2 separate regions of the Mus musculus genome follow, and region 2 is linked to region 1. Evidence: chromatin contacts called from public HiChIP or PLAC-seq data. All regions are on one chromosome and are shown on one strand. The core of a region is the stretch at or near the end of the contact, and the rest is flanking DNA. Distances in the headings are between cores, read along the strand shown. Region 1 overlaps Plpp3 (phospholipid phosphatase 3). Region 2 has its middle 40 kb from the start of Gm40217.

The links. HiChIP or PLAC-seq counts read pairs in DNA pulled down with a chosen protein or histone mark.
Region 2: a contact with region 1 is called in an H3K27ac HiChIP or PLAC-seq map of heart atrium, with 5 read pairs. The contact joins two enhancer-like sites. A contact is called at or near these places in 1 of 15 datasets of contacts at CTCF or cohesin (the NIH/3T3 cell line), 6 of 484 Hi-C or Micro-C datasets (embryonic stem cells, muscle stem cells and nephron progenitors) and 12 of 115 datasets of contacts at active chromatin or transcription factors (embryonic stem cells, extraembryonic endoderm stem cells, heart atrium and 1 more).

Annotation. Positions count from the first base shown.
Region 1 is chr4:105,178,299-105,181,095 of GRCm38.p6, forward strand. The region is part of intron 1 of Plpp3 (phospholipid phosphatase 3); the gene reads left to right. Among named protein-coding and RNA genes, the nearest start is that of Plpp3, 22 kb to the left of the region's middle. Within about 2 kb of position 1,338, at least 6 of the 459 cell types and tissues checked have an H3K27ac peak or open chromatin away from gene starts, as enhancers often do. A contact at or near this core is called in heart atrium, where this site is marked.
Region 2 is chr4:105,277,364-105,280,160 of GRCm38.p6, forward strand. No RefSeq gene overlaps it. Among named protein-coding and RNA genes, the nearest start is that of Gm40217, 40 kb to the right of the region's middle. Within about 2 kb of position 1,383, at least 34 of the 459 cell types and tissues checked have an H3K27ac peak or open chromatin away from gene starts, as enhancers often do. A contact at or near this core is called in heart atrium, where this site is marked.

The DNA.
Region 1 (2,797 bases), core at 88-2,587:
ACTGTATACATGCTGTAGATATACACAGGTCTGTTCCAAGGGAAGGCTGGGAAATCGTATAGCAATAAGCCATGCATGTTCCCAGCCATCCCTGGTCCTTGGGGCGTCCAGTTCACAAGGAGATGGAAACTCCTGCCTGAGCTGGTGGGCAGAGAAGGTGCTGATGGGGCCTGCCCAGCCAGCTCCCTCCTGGAGGAGCTGCAATGGCACCAGCTTAGTTTCAGCCCCAACTATAATGAAAGCTTTAAATGGTGTCTCCTGTGGTTGTGCAGTGTTTAAACACCTATGCCCTTTTCCATTGACCGCGCTCTAGCAAATCACTGCTCCCTGATGGAAATGGAGGGCCTGAATGAGGATGCCGGGATTCCCCCTTGTGCTTTGTTCATTGTACATGCTTAAGATTTATTAGAAGTGAATGGATGATGACCAAATGCATTATGGGGCAGAGATGGGGCTATCAGTATAAGCTGGGGAACATCTCAGGGTATTCCTCTCAAATCTGCATCAAGTGTTAAGCCCCACCCCCCCCCATCTTCCTTTAGCATTGAAATGAGCATTGACAGCCTGTATGTTTTGTTTTATTACTTTGTATATGCTATTGCTCTTGCTTTAAAGATTCTATTTAAGTCATAGGGACAAAGAGCTGCTGTTTCTCATGGTGAAAACCATGAGAAACAGCAGCTGTCACCATGAATTAAGGGTGTACAGGCACACACAGACCACCTTAGTGTCTCGGGATTCCATAATAACCTTTGGCAACTCTTGAGATGAGTCGTATTGTCCTAATTTTACAGTTGGTCTAAAGGTTTATATAGCTCACTTAATGGTGGATCAAAACACCAAATTTATTCTGTCCTCAAAGCCTATACTTTGTTTAGACATCTTCAGTCACTCAGATTTCATAAAACAAGAAAAATAACCAAAGAGCTTGTGGGCTTCATTATGCATATTTAGTATCTACATTTGTAATAAATAGTGGTCCCACTTCTATACTAACTAGCACTTGTTTGTCTTATGGAAGGTTCACTACCCTGCATTCCCAGAAGAAACAGTTCATGAGCCTTCGGTGAGCCAGGCTGTCAGACCATACTCACATTCCTCCCATTACCAAGAGGCCAAGGCCCTGTTAAAGGTGAAGGCCAGACCCCAGGTGTGTGATTGCAGAGTCCTCCAATTCTCGGCTCCACTGCACCAGTGTTTGCCTTTCTGGATTCCTTGCCAGCAGATAGATTTGTCTGTTAGCTGTTCACATCTAATGTAGACCCAGGTGTACCGTGGAAGGAACTGCACTGGTTCCTGAAGGTCACCTGAAGGTGTCTATGTAAGGGATGTGAGCAGTCAGTCTAGAGGTGTCTAGGATCTGGAGTGGCAGTGTGGTGACATAGGCCTTCACATATCTCATTCTGTGTGAAATGCCCAGGCTTTTTACAGACGGTTAGTCACACGTCAGTTGGCTGGAGCTAGCTGACTCTTCCTTGCCTTGTGACAGAGCATTGCCCACCAGAGTTGACTTTTCTAAACCCAGCCTGCCTAACTACATCCTTCCCAGATGTGGTTGCTGAGTATCCAGCATTGTAGAGAAGACACGGATTAAACACCAGGCCTGAGGGGGGAAACTCAGTCTTATTTTGAAAACTGCATGGATCAAACAGCTTGGAACGGTGAGAGATGATTGGTGAGAGATGAGGCGGGCATGTCTTAAGGCATCTTCAGTTAGCCCATATCCTTCTGGTGTAAGGTGTAACAGAGAACTTGACTGAGGTTCTGGGTGCCAGGTTCCTGCTGACTAGCTAGTCCAGCCTCTCCTCTCTTCACTAGATAAAAAGGCTCAAAGAGGAAAAGAGACTTCCTTAGTTACCGAGGACTTTGGGCCTCCCAGCCTTGGCTCTGACACAGACACCTCCTAACTCCATTCTTCGCTCTGTCTAGAGACCAGGCCATGAGAAGTCACATGTGCCTTACAGCCATGCATTTCTCAGGGTTCTCCTCTTCAAAATTAGCATCTGATGTCTGGTTCTGGAGTCATTCTATTTCTTCCTGGAAGATATTTTGGCAAAGTGTTTGAAAACTTAGTTCCTACCTAGGCAGAAGAGAAGATGGAGACTGCAGGTTTGAGTCCTTGTGGGATCCTTCCAGGTGATCTGCTGAGAACGGCAGCTCTTGAAGGCTAACGCACCCGTTTCAACCCCTCAGCTCCAGCACACAATAGCTGCTCAGTAAATATTTGTTATTCAATACAGTCTAAAATTTTATATAGTGTATGCATACCGTTATTTACACTATACTATTTGTGTGTGTTAGGTTTTTTTAATATAGCTTTTTCTAGCCATGGTTGACATATTTTAGAAGCAGCTACTGCCAAGTCACCTTGAGATGGAATTGCATTAGAAAGAAGAGTTCTTGGTCTGGGGATGCAGCTCAGTGGCAGAACACTTGCTTAGCTGGATTTGTTCCCAGCACTAAGAGAGTTGGAGGAAGGGAAGGAGAAAAGAAGGGAAGAGGGAAAGGAAAGGAGGAGAGAGGGAAGGATAGAAGAGAATATTAATTCATTCTCATCTTCTGGTTGCTATTTTAAGTGCTTGAATGGGTCTAGGCAGAGCACAGAATCTCACTATTATTTTTTATTAAGTGCTCCTGATAGTGACTGTCTGCCTCTGAGAGTCAGTTATGGCCTTTCTCAATCCCACCTCTGCCATCGACATGTGGACAGGAACATGAGCACTTAGCTTTCAGGTCTAGAGTCTTAACACAAACAAGACAGTGTGCGCAGGGCTACAGAGAGGTTCAATCTAAAACA
Region 2 (2,797 bases), core at 133-2,632, 99 kb after region 1:
GGGTAAAGTAGCTGGGTGTCAGAAATAGCTTTGCTGAGGACTCAGGTCAGACAGTGCACATAAATTTAAATAAGGCAAACACAAAAGATATCAACAGCAAAAGAGAAAACAGATGCAGCAGCCAGCCTTCTGTGACAGGAGGATGGCTTAGTTAACAGTGGCAGGATGGCTAAGTTAATGGAGGCACATCAGTTTAACAGAATGCTATGCAGACAATAAAGATATAAAACTTTAACTCTAGCATGCTCCCAGATTCCCAAGAAGGAAGACTGGAGGAAAGCAAGCGAGCACCAGTAGCAACGATCTTAACAGACAGGAGATGGCCTGTGCATCAGTCTGAATGCACACACAGTTTGTCTTTCCATTTCCCAATTCCATAACGAGCAGAAGTTGTTTTGAAAATTAATGCCAAAATATGGCACTCATAAAGGGGCGCAAGGAACCCCTCATTGGCCTAGAGAGCAATTAATGCTCTTTAAAATCCTTTATCTCTGTCTTTAAGCATTATTTGGGGGTGTGGGGTGTCAAAGTGCCATCTCAGGATCCAGCACTCATCTCTTCCAGTTACTGTTTGGAATAGAAAGCTGTGGCAGCAGCAGAGGGAGTACGGGAGTACTTGGTGCGCCCAAGCCAAGGTGTCCCTCTGAGAAATCACGCCACACGACAGACCTGACATAAGGAAGTTTATCATGGATGAAGGGAAAGGAACAGGGGTGGAAAGGGGTAGAGGCAGAGGAGGGAGGGCAAAGAAAGGTGGGGCACAGAAGGAGGGAGAGAGAAAGAGAGAGAGGGGAAGGGGGAGGGAGAGCGAGAGACTTTGTGGGAATGCATGGGAACACAGAGGGTATGGGGGAAGTTAGAGAGAAAGAGAGGTCGGGGTATGGAGCAGCCATCTTCATTCTCTTTCTATGCTGCCATTCCTGGCTCGCACTTGACCGGCAGGCAATTGCTGCACCTGACTCTCAATTGGCCAGCAACGGTGTTGGTGATGCTGTAAACTGTTGCTAGGCCGTTGTTGGGAGGAGCCTAGCAGAATTGTCTGTAAGCCAATCGGGATTTGACTGGGTTCGAAGAAAAAAGCTTGAACAGTATAGTAAAGCTGGTCCCTAGGAATTGCCTGGGCTCAAGCTACCAATTGGATGTGCTGATATGATCTTAAAAACAAAGCCAAAGCCAAACCAAAACAACAACAAACCGCAAACAAACAAAAAATACCTCAAACAAACCAAAGTACCCAACACCCCGTTTAACATGTCACCCGGGAAGTAGGACAATGAGAAAGTGACCTCAAGGAAAAAAAAACTTCACTAGTTGAGGGAAGTTAGCTGTTCCCAGCATACCAGAACAGGGCAGGTGGCCAGAGGAATGCTTGTGGCCTAAAATACCAGTGGGTGATCTGGGGACAAATGAACCTCATGGGTACAGTTTCCAAAGTTAGGTCTCTGATAGCAGTGCCACGGACTTCCTCTCAGACAGCTGTTGGTACCCTTTCTGAGGGACAGTAGGAGAGGGTGGGGAGGAGAGTGTTCTAGAGTTGCCCTGCTTTCCCCTCAGCAGCAATGGCAGAAAGCTAAGGCCCTGGTGAGCCCGTTCTGAGAACGTCATGTTCTCTGCTCCCTTCTCAGGTTGTTCCCAGCATGTCAGAGTGAGCAACTCAAGGTAGGACTCGGTGAGAACAAAAAGACACAGGATTTACGGTGTGCAACGAGCTTTTTGTTATCTTGGAGAACACTTAAGATCTGGCCAAGATCATTGAGGCAGCAAGGCAGGCTTAAAACCAAGGAATCTAAAGCCGAGGGCAAGAACCAGTGACTGTTGAGTCCCAAACCTCCCCATGGACTCCTGCCAAAGGCATGGTCCGTGGATCTGCTCAGCGTGTGCCAAGTGCCAGGCTCTGAAGAAACTTGGATATGCTATTTCATCTGCTAGGGCCGGATGATGTTTTGCCTAAATTAGCGGCTCTCAACCTGGGGGTGACAACCGACTTGGGGATCGACTGACCCTTTCAGAAGGGTTGAATATCAGATATCCTACATATCAGATAGTTACATTGCAATTTATAACATTAGCAAAGTTACAGTTGCTAAGTGGCATTGGTTGAGGGGTCACCACAACATGAGGAACTGTATTAAAGGGTCACAGCACTAGGAAAGTTGAAAATCACTGCTCTAAAGCCTTGTGCTGAGGGTCTCATCTCCAGGGTTTCCATATTTGTCCCTTATTCAGTATGACTGGTGTCTTGTAAGAAAGGGCAACTGGCTTATGTTGTTAGTTCCAGCTCAAGAAGAAGAGGCAGGAAGACCTCTGTACATTAAAGGACAGTCTGGTCTAAGCCATCCAGAGCTGTCTCAAAAACAAAATAAACCAAAACCAAAACCAAACAACAACAACAACAAAATCAATAAGTGTGTGTTCTGTCTTGACCACAGACTTCCAGCCCCAGGGGCTGTGAGAGCGTGTGTTTCTGTGATTTAAGTCACTAGGCTGTGGCACCTGGCTATGGCAACCTTAGAATACACTGTTCTACCTGTTGCCTTGATGGCAAGGAACTGGCTTCAAGTGACAAAGAGAAAGCAGCTGCCAGGAGTGGTGACATAGCTTGGCCCAGGGGTAACAGTTAATGAGACTTGATTAGAAGCCAGTTCTCCTTGGCTGGGAAACCTGGGACTTGAACTTTGCTCTGAGAAGTAAGAGCATTTAAGTGAATGTTGCTGGGCAAACTGCAAATGCTCGCTGAATGAACATGACGTGCCTTGTTTTTGCGGTGGCAGAGGTCAGTCCCTTCATAGAGAACTGC